2 separate regions of the Mus musculus genome follow, and region 1 is linked to region 2. A link is a contact called in public HiChIP or PLAC-seq data. All regions are on one chromosome and are shown on one strand. Each heading gives the region's core, a stretch centred on a gene start, on an enhancer-like site or on the middle of the called end of the contact. The rest is flanking DNA. Distances are from core to core; before and after follow the strand shown.

What was found. HiChIP or PLAC-seq counts read pairs in DNA pulled down with a chosen protein or histone mark.
Region 1: an H3K27ac HiChIP or PLAC-seq map of VIP interneurons shows a contact between it and region 2, with 13 times the contacts expected there. The contact joins two enhancer-like sites. A contact is called at or near these places in 8 of 39 promoter capture datasets (the 3T3-L1 cell line, cranial neural crest, frontonasal cranial neural crest and 5 more), 2 of 15 datasets of contacts at CTCF or cohesin (embryonic stem cells and large pre-B cells), 33 of 484 Hi-C or Micro-C datasets (the AML12 cell line, B cells, the C2C12 cell line and 22 more) and 2 of 115 datasets of contacts at active chromatin or transcription factors (VIP interneurons and embryonic basal ganglia).

What each region holds. Positions count from the first base shown.
Region 1 is chr16:27,153,832-27,161,019 of GRCm38.p6, forward strand. No RefSeq gene overlaps it. Among named protein-coding and RNA genes, the nearest start is that of Ostn, 150 kb to the right of the region's middle. Within about 2 kb of position 2,195, at least 17 of the 459 cell types and tissues checked have an H3K27ac peak or open chromatin away from gene starts, as enhancers often do. A contact at or near this core is called in VIP interneurons, where this site is marked.
Region 2 is chr16:25,955,214-25,962,466 of GRCm38.p6, forward strand. P3h2 (prolyl 3-hydroxylase 2) reads right to left here. Exons shown (of 15, transcript NM_173379.3): 15 at 4,071-5,237. The coding sequence ends at 5,145. Among named protein-coding and RNA genes, the nearest start is that of P3h2, 150 kb to the right of the region's middle. Within about 2 kb of position 5,343, at least 29 of the 459 cell types and tissues checked have an H3K27ac peak or open chromatin away from gene starts, as enhancers often do. A contact at or near this core is called in VIP interneurons, where this site is marked.

The DNA.
Region 1 (7,188 bases), core at 945-3,444, 1.2 Mb after region 2:
ACTGTGCCTTGTAATAGAACTATTACTAGAGAAAATTGATATTTTGATAGATTTATCTGAGTGAATGCAGATGAGATAAATATTATTCAGTAGGATTTTCTGAGTATAATCTCAGTGATATTCCCACTGTGGGAAAATGCTTCTTCTTCCAGGATCATGTTACCACTTATGCTTCTAGAATTAGTGAACATTAACAATCTATCCATTGACAATTCATTTTGGCCCAAACGTTCAGGAAGATACCAATACTAAGCAAAGTTAGCTGGAAACATAGCACAGTGAAGAAATTATAGACCCTGATGGATAGACAATGGGGTCTCCTGCTTTATTTATATAAGAGGATAGCAGGAAGTATGTGTTGCTGGATTTAAAATTCTATTCAGAGGAATATTGAAAGGGAAGGTTGAAAGAAGTAGTTGTTTCAGAAAGAAGGTAGATATGTAATAATGCACATTCATAAGGCTCATACACTCACAAAATAGACTACAAAATGATGAAACACTTGAGAAAAATAATACCCCGTCCTTTAGGGCAGAAAGGTGTTGTGGATTTGGTCTAATGCTACTTATGTTAGTTAGGTCTCCAAGATTACATGGATGTCCACATGTCTGCATGTAAGACAGTGAAGGACCCTGCTCCTAGTTGGTTTTGGTTGGTAAATAAAGTTGCTGGTGGCCAATTGCTGGGCAGGAAGATATCTGTGGGACTTTAGGATGCCCAGGCGAGAAACTGAAGGAGGAGGAAGGAAACAGAACAGACATGTAGGAAAGGAATAAGGTCCAGGCCTGAGAGGTACAAAAGAGAGAGAATACCAACAATGTAAGAGCTGGGGAAGAGCAGTCCCAGTTCTTCTCCCCATTTGGTCTAGGGCAGCAAAGATGTAATATTGACTTTAGTAAGTAATAACTCAGGAGTATCAAAGGGGAGGTGTTAGCCATGTGGAAGTCAGGGAGTGCTCCAGCCACTGAGCTGTATAAGGCATATTAAAATATAAGGTGCTGTGTGCATGTGTGCGTGCATGTGTGTGTGTGTGTGTGTGTGTGTGTGTGTGTGTGTGTGTGTGTGTGTGTGTATGTGTGTGTGTATCTTTCATTTGAGAACCCAGAACATTGGGGCAGGTGGTGAGGAGCTCCTGCTGCCACCACCAGGTCAGTTTCAGTAGAGATTAATTGGCAACTACAACAGAAAGAAAAACATTTTTGTTTGTTTGTTAACTAGTCATAACAGTGACTTTTTTCTTTTTGAAAATTTCTATTTCAAAAAATAATGAAGCACCCTAGATTTTATTTATTTTATTATAGTGTCAGTATAATGTGCTTTGTAATATTGTTGAGATTATTTTTTATAAAGATATCATAAGCTGCACATGTATAAGAACCAGGTCATTTTCAAAATGGTGGGACTGTTTTTTCTTCCAACAAGTACTTCAAAAGTAAATAAAGATAGAAAGAGAGAGACCCAGGGAGAGAGAATGGAAATGAAGAAGAATGAAAGAAAAGTAGAGGCTCAGAAGAAGAAGGTGTATGGAAACATTAAAGAATGAAATTACACATTTGAGATGAGTATTTTCCAATGAGTGCCCCTCTCTTGACAAAAGAGAATAGTAGGGTAGATGTCATTCAGGTGCTAACTATTACATATCATTCACCCCTAAGGGAGTTCATAGAATATACTATTGTGGGCGCTCAGAGCATTGCTATCTCCATCATCGTAACTTTTTCATCTGGGAACCTAAACAAGCTCATGAGGAGTCATTATCTACTAAGATATCTAAGAGACAGCATTCGGGAAAATGAATTCATTTCTCTTATATAGAAATGCTATTATAATAACATTTTTGCTTGTCAAAGAACTTGTGTAAGCTGAAAAGGATAACCTAGCACAAGGACATGTGAATTTATCTGAGCAATCTGTCTTCAGTTATTGATAAGCAAATGCAAATAAACACGGGGTTGTGCCAACCCTAATCAAGACATCTTTGAACGATCGTTCACTCATTCTGAGCCCATCCCCTCTCCACAGGATTTGATACCATTGATATCTCCAATGGATATTTGATGCACTAATTGCTGTCTCAGAAGAGGCTTTGTAGTAAAATTAAACTGAAAGAATTGATGACAGAAGTAGCCAGAGTAGACATGGGAATGAGATCAGAGAACTGGATGTCTCCCAACCCAGCTGCAAACGATGGCCCTGGACAAACAGAGGACAGATCCCTGGCACACTGAAGCAGTACAATTATTTAACTGCTATAACTGTTGCAGTGGTGAGCTGGCATGTTATACAAGAGCACTCATTCTCAACCTTCTTATGCGGTGACCTTTTAAAAACAGGTTTAAAACCCTAGGTCCTCATGTTGTGGTGACTAATTTTTCTTGATACTTCACAACTAATTCTGCTACTATGAATCTCATTTTAAATATCTGATATATAGCTTATCTGATGTGCATCAGTCATTTGCCTCCCAAATAGCTCATAACCCACACTGTACTAGACTAAGGCAACTTTAGTGATGTCTGTAATGTGTGCCAGACCACTATATGTTGTAGGATTCTTTTCCGATATAAAACATAGAGACGTGCTTAGACTTTTCCCACTGAGTACTAGTAATTTAATCACCACCAACGGCTTGCCTATGAATAATGATACACTAAATGTCTTTAGATTTGTCCAGTATGCTGCCTAATTTTTCTTCCAGACAATTACACATAAAAATCTGCAACCTCAGTGTGAATCCTTGATTTCTTTCTATTGACTCCCTGACTTTCTTTCAATATTTTGTACAAAGACATTCACCTAAGTTCTTGATTGATATTTAAGATATGGTGATTTTCCTGTGTCTCTATTATATATGACCTATTTAATCATAATTTCCTAAGGCCTTTGATAGTCTCAACTGCATTAAAATCTGTTTTGTTATAACAGAAGACTTTCATATGCTTTTATTATAAGTATTTCTGTATTCATCAGTTGCCTCCTTTGTGAATTCTCATGAAACTTGAGAGTCAGTTCTTTAGTCTTGACTACTTTTCAGTGCTTCTGCCAGTTACAGATAAATTCAACACCCATCCCCTCTGATGATCTCTGATTTCAGCAGCTTAGCTCAGGTCAAGAACCCAAGATTTCCATATTAATACCAAAACCCAGATGTGCTATGATCCTAGAATTTAATTTATGTTGCTGGCTTCTCCTGGGCAAATACCTAACAATCTGTTAAAAATCAGTTTTGCTCTTGTGACAGGAAGAAAACTCATCACGGCACATGTCTAAATGAATTTCAGCATCAGTATGCTAACTCTTACTGGCACAGGACTTTCAGATTAAATACTCTGCTATTTTCTTTGGGACACCTTGACAGAAGTCCACCTGGGTCCAGTTTGTCTTAGCGTTCTTAAATTCATCTGTAGCCTTTTCATAAAATATATTTTATTTTTAATTTATTTTTTACACTCCAGATTCCATTCCCCACTTCCCTCTTCCACTCTCTGACAGCTCCACATGCCACACCTCCTTTCCACCCTACCCCATCTCCACATGGATGTCCTCACTCCCACCCCACTTGACCTTCAAACTCCCTGGGACATCCAGTCTCTTGAGGGTTAGGTACACCATCTCTGAATGAACACAGACCCTGAAGTCCTCTACTGCATATGTGTTGGGGGGGGTGCCATAACAGCTGCTTATGATATCTGTTTGGTGGTCCAGTGTTTGAGAGATATTGGGGGGGGTCCAGATTAATTGACACTGCTGGTTCTCCTATAGGGTCGCCCTCCTTCTCAGCTTCTTTCAGCCTGCCCTAATTCAACAATAGGTGTCATATGCTTCTGTCCATTGGTTGGGTGCAAATATCTGCATCTGACTCTGCAGTCATGATAAATCTCTTTTTGTGAGAGTTCGATAGCATCAGTAATAGTGTCAGGCCTTGGGACTTCCCCTTGAGCTGGATCCCACGTTGGCCTTGTTGCTGGACCTTCTTTTCCTCGTGCTCCTCTCCATTTCCATCCCTGCAAGTCTTTCAGACAGGAACAATTATGGGTCAGAGAGGTGACTGTGGGATGGCAACCCCATCCCTCACTTGATGTCCTGTCTTCCTGCTGAAGGTGGGCTCTATAAACTCCCTCTTCCTACTGTCGGACATTTCTTCTAAGGTCCCACCCTTTGAGTCCTGGGAGTGTCTCATCTCCCAGGTCTCTGGTTCAGAGGCAGGAGAATCATGAGTTCAAGGCCAGCCTGAGCTACACATTTGCTTGCTGTGGTAGCACACGTGGTAGGATTTCCTGAAGGATGCAGTGGGAGGAAGATCACAAGTTCGAGGTCAGTCTGGACCTTTTTTTTTTTTTTCAGGACTGACTAATTTAGAGGGTCCCTACATCTGTTGCTTCCAGTACTTTTTTCTGATGCTTTGAGGAGCCTTGTAATTAGGCTTATGTGATACTGAATGATGGAAGGTAGCACAGAGAAGTTCAATCCATCTGTTTGGCTTGGTGCCCTGGTGGTCATCGGTTGGAAACTTTCTTCTCAAAACATATTGTTTGACCAGACAGATGTGACACATATGGGCTTCTATGTCACAGAGTTCCTCTCAATTCTTTCTGCCCCAAATCTATGAATTCCAATTCAACGGGATAACAACATGGTTTACTTTTGTTATGTTTTCTTCTCCAACATAAAAAGCAAATATATTATCTTTGAATAAAGCTTTCACAATACCTAATATATTGATTGCATTTACCTGAAGTCAATCATATACATATTTAAACTATGAACTCATTGACATGGATATATGACCTCCATTTCTTATGTGTAGATATCAACATACAATTAGGATAATCTTAGTAGAACATTATTTAATTGTGTCTAATATTTATGACCAGTTGTTTATAAGAATCTGTTTTTGACTTCTAACCCTTATCTGTGCAGAGATATTTGGCTTTTTCAGTATGATGAAGCTTTATACTATACTTTTCACCTTTTCACACATTATAAACTAATACGTAAATTGGTGGTTAAATGTAACCTAGAAATTCAAATGATAAACTTTGCCTTTGCATTTGGACTAAGTGACAAATTCTATAATTATTGTGGACACAAAATATAGAAAATAGTTTGAAAAACATTTCTTTCTAGAGATTCATGCTGTATTGCCATGCCAGATCAATGCAAACAAAATCCCAGCGAGGGGTAGCAAGAGAGCATAGAGTTCTACCTACAGCCAAATAGTCATTAATGCTGACTATTGTTGGGAGGGAGAAAGTAGTTTTCTTAAAATGTGTAACCCATGATAGGTTAACCTGGTTCTATGGAAGGCCTACACTCAAGAATATTTGGGAAACACACATTAGACTTAATTTAGAAACAAAAACAAAAACAAAAATTAGGAGGATATGGAGAGACCAAGACAGTGGTGGTGGATTTGGGAGGAGCTGGTGGAAAAGTGAATATGTTCACCATACATTATATGAAGGTTTCAGAATCAATAAAGTACTATTGTGCAATATTCCTACATAAAGACTGGGATGTATAAAATCAAATTCAAACATTTCTGAAAATACAAGCAAGAAAATTTAACTCATGATGGTGTGATTTGCAACAAAAGAACAACAAATGACTCATTCAAACTTATTATAAAATTTTATTTACGAACATAAAGGCTCAAACTTTCATGACTTGACTCTGATAACAGACATGAAGAAATAAGTGTAGAATTCCTATTGTCTTTCTGGTAGAGCTTGGAACCTTTACATGCTTAAATAAGCCTTTTGTTTTGAATGATCATTCTATCCTTTTCCAAACTCTGGGGGAACTTTAACATATAAAAGATAGCATTTTTTATATTATTTCGTTTTATAAATGACTATTTGCAAACTCTCATTCCTAATTAATAGTACATAAACCCTCTCGACACCCAAATCCTGCCTGGAGAGGGTTGGTCTCCCACGAGTGCTGACATACCTAAGATCACTGGTAAGACCACCACTATTACCCCAATACCTGTCCCAAATGGGACCCTCCCAGAGCCCATAGGACACTGGAACTGTGGAGCAGTCTGGTGTTGGGAGCAACCCTATATGAATGTTAACTGCCTTGTCAGCCATAAGTGCTTACTTACAAAGTCTTGGCCTTAGTGGAAAAGTACTAGCTTAGTTGGTGTTTCTGTGGGAAAAGTTGAGGCCTCTATGGGAAAGTACTACCCCCAGTTAAGAACAAATTGCTATAGATCTTGTGGACAGGTACCTAGCAACCCTTCCTATTCTGTTCCTCCTGTTGAACTTTTTAGCTACCCAATATCCTACTTTGGGGAACATGTACTTTCTCATCCCTCCTCCCCATATCCTGCTTCTATTGGGTATAGAACATTCCAGGGAAAAATAAAATTTGTCAGCTTGATCAGTCTTTTTTTGACTCGCTGTTCATTCTTTGCATTTCTTGTTCCCCCATTCTCCTCCAGGTGCTTCCCCAATCCTCATTCACCATCCTGCGGGTTGGGACAGCCTGGAACAAGATCCTTCTAGTTACCATCTGTGACCCAGAGCTGACTCTGAGCTACAGCTTGCTGTACCCCAATCCTACCCAAAGAGAGCTGATCTTCCAGGAGTGCTGACATACCTAACATCACAGGCTCACAGGCTCACAGACTCACATGAGGGACAAGCTACAGTCAGAGACAGCAAGACTAACTAACACCAGAGAAAACCAAATGGCAAGAGGCAAGCAGGAGAACCTAAGCAACAGAAACTAAGGCTATTTGGCATCATCAGAATCCAGTTCTCCCATCACAGCAAGCCCTGAATACCCCCAAACACCTGAAAAGCAAGATAATAACTTAAAATTACATCTCATGATGATGATAGAAGACTTTAAGAAAGACATAAATAACTCCCTTAAAGGAAAAAAAAAACCCACAGGGAAACAGGTAGAAGCCATTGAAGAGGAAACACATAGATCCCTTAAAGAAATACAGGAAAACACAACCAAAGAGATAAAGGAATTGATCGAAACCAACCAGGATCTAAAAATGGAAATAGAAACAATAAAGAAATCACAAAGGGAGATAATCCTGGAGATAGAAACCCTAGGAAAGTGATCAGGGGTATAGATGCAAGCATCACCAACAGACAACAAAAGATAGAAGAGAAAATCTCAGGTGTAGGAGATACCACAGAAGACAATGACACAACAGTTAAAGAA
Region 2 (7,253 bases), core at 4,093-6,592:
TATTTATTTTATGTTGCCAATTCATTGACCTCGGTTTTCTTTCACTTTATTCTGAGTCCCTCCATTCATTCTCAGTATACTCATGGTCTTTATGTAGCCACTCAAGACTATCTGAGAAACAAACTCAGTAATGATCAAAAGCTTTGTTCAATCTTCTTCCCCCAAGACTGCCTCTTTCACCCTATCTACAAAATAAAGATCGTATTAAACATCTCTCATAATTATGTACTTATATATGAATGCCAAGTGCTTCAAGACCATAAAATGAGTTATAAATGCCAACTGTGATTATAAGTCTTTGAAACAATGGGATATATGGTTAGTGAGTGGAAAAAGATGAGACACGGCCAGTAATTCTTGCCCGGTCCCTGCTTCTACCCCACCCACCACCAGATGTAACTCAAGGGTGAAAACATGAATCTGGAAAGGAGAAGGCTTTAACTAAGGTCTAAAGGACTCCTGAGACTTATGTCAGGGACCTGCCTTCATGTGGGAAGGCATTCAAGTCAGAGAAGAAGAGCCTAAGGAAGGGTTTCCATATATAAATAAGACTAATATCCAGTTTGAGGTTGAAGTGGAGACCCTGATGGAAAAGACTCGTTCTTATTTACCTAGGACAGAGGGGGTGGTGAACAAATGACAGGGGAAATGAGCAGACATAGCTCCCAACCTTTCTCCTGGATGCTCTTTTATTGCCCTATGGAGGAAAGAGAAGCAGACCATCTTCTTCTCCTGGTTTCTGCTTCCTTCAGATACACAGCTACCATGGCCAGAAAAAAAAAAAGGTATGTTTTACAGTAAATGAGCAGCCAATCCTACCCCCCTCCCTAGCCTCGTTTCAGGAACGTGGAGAGGAGCGGGAATGCAACCTTCAGCTATTGCATTATGGCTTCTTAATAAGATTTCTGAAGCCAGAGATGATTCACTAATTCAAGCACTTCACATGGCCTCTGGCATCCATTGTACAGAAGACCAAAATCAAGCATTTCACATGGCCTCTGCCATCCATTGTATAGCAGACCAGGCTCAAGCATTCACATGGCCTCTGCCATCCATTGTACTAAAGAGCAGGATCAATGATCAGATTGTTCCAAGTTTGTCATTGTTGGCTCTCAGAGGTCAGAACAGTAGTGGGCACAGAAAGCATTGTTTTTTCTGCATGGAGGAGGAGGAAGAGGGAGGAGGAGGAGGAGGAGGAGGAGGAGGAGGAGGAGGAGGCAACAGAGACTTTGACAGTCTCACAGGGCCACTGTTCCAGCCCAGCAGTGAGCTCAAAGGTGGTTGACACGACTTGTCTCCATGCATCCGAAGCTATTAACCAGGTAAAAACAAACCAGACCCTGCATCTCCAATTGAAAACATCAAATTGTCCGGGAGCAGAAGATTTGAGGGTGGGCTGCTGGGACCATGTGAGAGGGTAACGTCATTCCACAGGCTTCTTGGCGATAGGTGGAAGAAACCCAGGGTCTTGTAGTTTGGAATTTTTGCCAAATGGCTCCTCTTTCCCTCTAAGAGTTCAGTGTGTGGGACTGGTCTCCTTTTCCCCACTTTCCAGCTACAACAATGTCAGCTTCCTCCGAATACTTAATGCTTTGGCATGAGGAGCTTCTGAGGTGGCCCCATTACTCCTTCCTTGACGTCATTGAGGGAGTTGTTCCCTGTGGCTGTCTTCTGTGAAATAATTCAGCATTTGTACTTCAATTAAAATTCATAGGTATAAATTATTAAATGGAACTGACTCATTCCGTGGCTTCTCTTCAGCTGAGTACATGCCAAAGAAATGTTACTTATTGTGCGAATGATGAGAAGCCAGGAAAACGGAGAAGTCCTTGTCAGCTGAGAGGCAGGCTGTACAGAAAGGTACTTCACATCCCAGGTTGCACTGTCCTAGGTCAGTCCATGGTACGTTTAAGTCAAAGACAATCTCTATCTTTGAGGGGCAGCAAAAAGACACCATCCATGATTCCCTCATGATCTCTATGACTGTCATGGGGGTTGCTGCGCACTAGGTATGTCTCATGAAGGAACTGGAAGCAAGTTGAATTAGGGACTTGGGTCCGATGTATCTCATGGAACAGAAGGAGATGCATGCTGTCTCACAGCTATTAGGTGGAAAAGAAAAAGAGTTTGTGTGATTCTAGAAAAGCAAACCTTTCCTGTTAGCAAATTAGTTAGGCCTGGGCAGATGGTGTAGAGAGCAACAGTTCTCAGATGGTTTTGCTTTTCTCTGGTAAGATCTTGCTTCTTCCTCTGGCTCCATGCTCTTAAGTCAAGGAAGTGTCTACAGGCAGTCATTACAGTGTTCATGGCTCTCTTTGTCTTCCACTGTTAAATGGGCATTGTATCCCATGCTTAGAACATATGTGCATTCTCCAGGAAAGACCATATTTAGTGTTATATCTGTTCGATACAGTATTATGATGATGAAAACCAGCCTTTGAAATATAGAACTTTGAAAAAGGAAAGGACAAATGGTCCTTAAGTGATAAAAAAGTAAGACTTTGTTATTTACTCTGCTGTGAGCTTAGGGTCCATGTGTGTAAACAAGGGAAAAGGTGGCCCTGGTGGAAGGATCTAGACCTGCAGAGGCATGGATGAGAGAGGCAAGTTCCATCTTTGGCCAAAGAGGTAAACGTACAAATTCTCTAGGTAGAGGGAGCCCTGCATCTAGATTTCAGCCTCACAGGCAAGGCATTCTTGCATCCCCTATTCCAACAGCGGTGGCTTCAGTCCTACTCCTGTCTGCTCTAACTCAGTCATCACAGCATCATGTCGGAGCCTCAGTTTTTGCCCAAAGTGAAAGAGGCAACTGGATTGTAATCTCTTTGGCTTTCTTCAGCCCTTATAACTACAAATATTCGAATGGGATTTTCCACTTATTTGCAAACAGGACTATTTAACATATAGACTCTAATTTCTGAGTTTGGCTTTCCTAAGTCATTCGATGGCACTCCCTAAATATTTGAATGAAATTATGCATGGTTTGATGTGGAGCAGATTAAAAAAATGAATGCTTTAGTAGATCTTCGATGTTCCAGGTGTAAAGCAACATGGCCAACCAGCAGAACGGGAACAACCACTCCCTGCTGTCAGCGTGACACACGATGGGATCGCACACAACAGTGGCGGCATCTACTGAGGCGCTTACCCACTTTCTATGGGCTGGATGGCACATTCTGTGCTGAAGCTGCTGCCTCTCCCAGGGCACGAGCGCACCCAGGAAACAAGAACTGTGCAGAGCCAAGGTCTGATTTCTTTGTTGATGTCTTGTAACCAGAAAACAGAAATTAGATCCTTGCCCAGATCTGTCTATCATGGAGTTTTTGTGCCAGCAAGTGCTTTGCAGTGAAGAGCAAACAAATTAACTGCTTCACATATCACGAACTGTCAACCCTAAAGTCGGGGTAAAAGTTTCATAGCCCTGTAGTAGCCCTGTGGTGACGTCACTTGCCACTCTCAGATGTTAGCAGAAAAAAACTTGCTTGTATTTTTTAATATTTCTAATATTAGTCTTGCTATTGGTTTATGTTCAGTTTGAATCTTGAGGAAGGCATAGGGTTTTGGAAACAATTATAATGAATGACACCATTTTCAGAAGAGGAACTGGAGTCCAGAAAGAGGAAGCGAGTTAGTTGCTTTAGGTCACCCGGGAATTGAGAGCTTTGCCCAGTCTTCCACGGCAGAGATACATCCTGAATTCTGGTTTGGCAGTGGTAGGCCAACAGCACACAGCACTGAAGTTGAATTTCTCAGTTCCACCGAGCAAAGTCTTCTTAGCCCTAACCAGATCACAAGTGGCAGAAAGTGAACCTCCCCCTTTACTGGAGCACATTGCAACAGTGGGTGTGGTCTGAGAGCAGAGCCTTTGCAGTGAACCCCGAAGTCTTTGAGTTCTCTGAATTAACACTCCAGCTCGCTAGCCAGTCTTGTTCCCTCCAAAGCAAGTTACCCACTTTCTTGCAGACCACTGTCTGCTGGCAGAGTTGTCATGGTCCATGTGTTCCTGGGTTGTCCCAGATAGTTACAAAAACATCATTGGAAGATAAAATAGGTGTGCATCGGAAGACAAGTTCTGTAACAAGGATCCCTTTATTAAACACTTCAGACACAGCATGCCTGTGTGAGCTGACAGCAGCAGGAAGAGGAGGCTGCCCAACAGAAGCCATTGAGGTGCAGCCTGTGAGAAACAGCTCTGAATTTATACCAGCAGGAGCCCCTCTCCAGCAGCAATAGTGCCTAGGGCAGGGCAATTTAAGGTATTCATTCTTCCATCACCACTGGGGGTGAACCTACACTGCTGGAACCCCTGTTTAGGTGTCCCCTCTTACAGAGCACTGTGGAGGGGAATCAGAACTTCATTTGAAAACACCAGTCCTAACATTCTACCCAAGGGGACCCCGTGCCATAGTCCTTAATCCAGTGGTGGCTTCCTCAAGCCTGAAAGATGCTGTTCTCTGTGATTCTTGGGACTTGGCAGACTGTGTCCTGGGAGCTCCTGTAGACACAAGGCAAACTTGCTGTGAAGAGTCTGAACTCTCAGCCAATGGAACCATGAAAGGTGATGGGGGAAAGGCAGCAAACCATAGAAGCCTGAGACCAATTCACATCCTATCTTTAGACCTCGGGGCACACTCTAGCTGTGGGGTGCTGAGTGCAGGCTGATCATGTTGATATTCTGAATATGCTGCAAAGTAACTGTGTGTGTGTGTGTGTGTGTGTGTGTGTGTGTGTGTGTGTGTGTGTGTGTGCCATGTAGTGTTTGTGTATCTGGGTGGTATGTGTTTCTGTATGTTTATGTTTGTCTTATGTATGTGTGGCGTATTTGGGAGTTTGTGCCATGTGTACATGGCCTGTGTGCACTTCTGTAGTGTAAATTCTGTTGCATGTTTACTGGTGTGACATGAAGAGTGTGGGTGTTGTGACTCAGTGCGGTGTGTGCTTGAGGGTGTGAATGGGCTCTGAATGATGAACTGAAGCAAAACAATGAAGACCAGAAGAAAGCAAATGAAGCGAAGTTGGGAACAGGGGGAGAAATCTAACGACTCTTAGTATCCTGTTAATTTATACTACGGCTCTGTACAAAAATAAAAAGGTTCTCATAAGATCATCTATTTAAATAAATATTCAATAGAGCACTCTCTTTTCTATAGCTCATCTTTGGGGTTAATATTCAGTCCATGCTTCCCGCGCTGTTCTTGATCCAAGATGGCAATCACTTCATCTGCCTGTATCCGCTCCTGCAAAAAGACAATTGACACATTTCTGGTACAAGTGTAATAACCAGCCCGGGCAGCAGATGCTTCCCCAACATTTCCAGCCAGCCATCTGTGCACAGATTGGTGCAACACCCAGACAGGGATAAGCCTACTTCAGCCAAACCGGTACGCTCTTCACACATCCCCACATTCTATGCAATTACTTTCCGAGATGGCTCTTACAGAAGATGTTTCATCTATTCATTGGCTTCCTACCCTTTCTGTCTCCCAGGCATCATCATCTCTTACTTAGCTCAGTGTCTCTCAGAAAAGAATACTCACCTTTTGCCAGAAAAGCCTGGTCCTGATCTCCCACACTTGATAAGGTTTTTGGCCCTGTCTTTCTGTGTCCTGTGTCTGTCCCTGTCTTTTTAATGGAGAATGAAGGACAGAGTTTCTCAGACATGGTACTACTGACATTTGAGGGAACAAAGACAGAGACAGAGAGAGAGAGAAAGAGAGAGACAGAGACAGAGACAGAGAAACTTTCCTGTATACTGCTAATGTTAACATCCCTGGTCTAGAAGATGTCTCCACATTGTGGGAACTAAAACTGTGTCTGGACATTGTGAAAGGTCCTCTAAATAGCTAAGCGCTACATCTTAAGAGTAACTCATTCAGATTCTTCTCACTGGGTATTCTAGAAGGTTCCAAACAAATTTCCCTCCTTGTTCAGGCTCCTGGTAGACAATCTCCCTTAAGTCTAACTGCAACACTGTTCCACATGGCACTCACCATTCTTCTGTTGGTTCCTGGTTCTGTTTACTTGGTGAGCTTTCAGATTTTTAATATTGTTTTTTCTTCCTCAGTTATATTGTGTGCTGCCCCTCTGTTGCCCACCTTATACTAAAACTTTTGGTTACCTCAAAGTCTCTGAGTATTCATTCTCAAAATAGCTTCCCAGCCCTGGTTTGAAATACACCCCTTCCCCCCGAAGACTCCCAGTATAGTCTGTGTTTTCTTTTACCCCTGTACCAGTGCAGCATAGAGACAGCAGGTCTTCTTAAACTTCCAAGGCAACCTCCCCTTGAAGTTAAACCCTTGTGACCTGTGGTACTCCTCTAATCTAAGTCGACATGTTGGCTAATGTCATCTTTTCCGTGTAGTCATCCCCTACGACTAGGGGAGCTTACAAGGGTGTGAGGAGCGAAGGATGGCCACAATGGCTTCTTAGCAGCTAGAAAAAAGTCCACCAGCCTAATATGAAGTGTGAAACACTGCCCCTGGCTCCTTCTCACCCTTACATTCAACGCTCCTTTTAGAAAACACGCCGTTCTGGCTACTTTGGCCTTCATTCTGTGGGCTGTGTTTTCAGTTTTTTGTTTGTTTGTTTGTTTGTTTGTTTGTTTTCTTGGTGCTAGGGATAGGGTCCAGAAGCTAAGCACATGCAAGGCGTGTGCTGCAACCCTGAGCTGCCTCCCCATCCAGTTTTGTTTCTCAAGTACACTACCCCAAACCTCCGGTCTTCTGCAAGCCATCCTCCCTCTCTTCCAGTGTTCCTTGTAGTTGGCTCACATATCCTGCATTTGTAAATAGTTCGTCTAATATCTACTGTTAAGTCAGTTATGTTATTCTATTTTTATATAGACTATATATAAAATATAGCAATAGGTGTATTGCTGTTGTAATAAATCTGATTATTTACACACCTTTGCTTATTTGCAGTCCTTTATTCTTCTTTTAGGTTGTAAAAAGGAGAGAGAAGGATCTCATTGTCGTGGTCACTGAAATATTTCCAGTGCCCAGAAAACCTACTACCTCTTGTCAAGGGCTCTATTATATGAAAAGAGAAGTATTTATGGGAATGAAGGCCTAGAGTGCATCTCCCCAGGGATGCTCAGCTTATAAATCTTATTGCCTACATTTAATTCCCAAATTAAACCTTCCCTAACTGATTCTTTATGTCCCTAAGTGATCATTTACTGCAGACAATTCTTAAAAAACTTGCCCAGTTGTTTAATAATGTGGGTCCCTGTTATCATCTCTCTGGCTTGACAT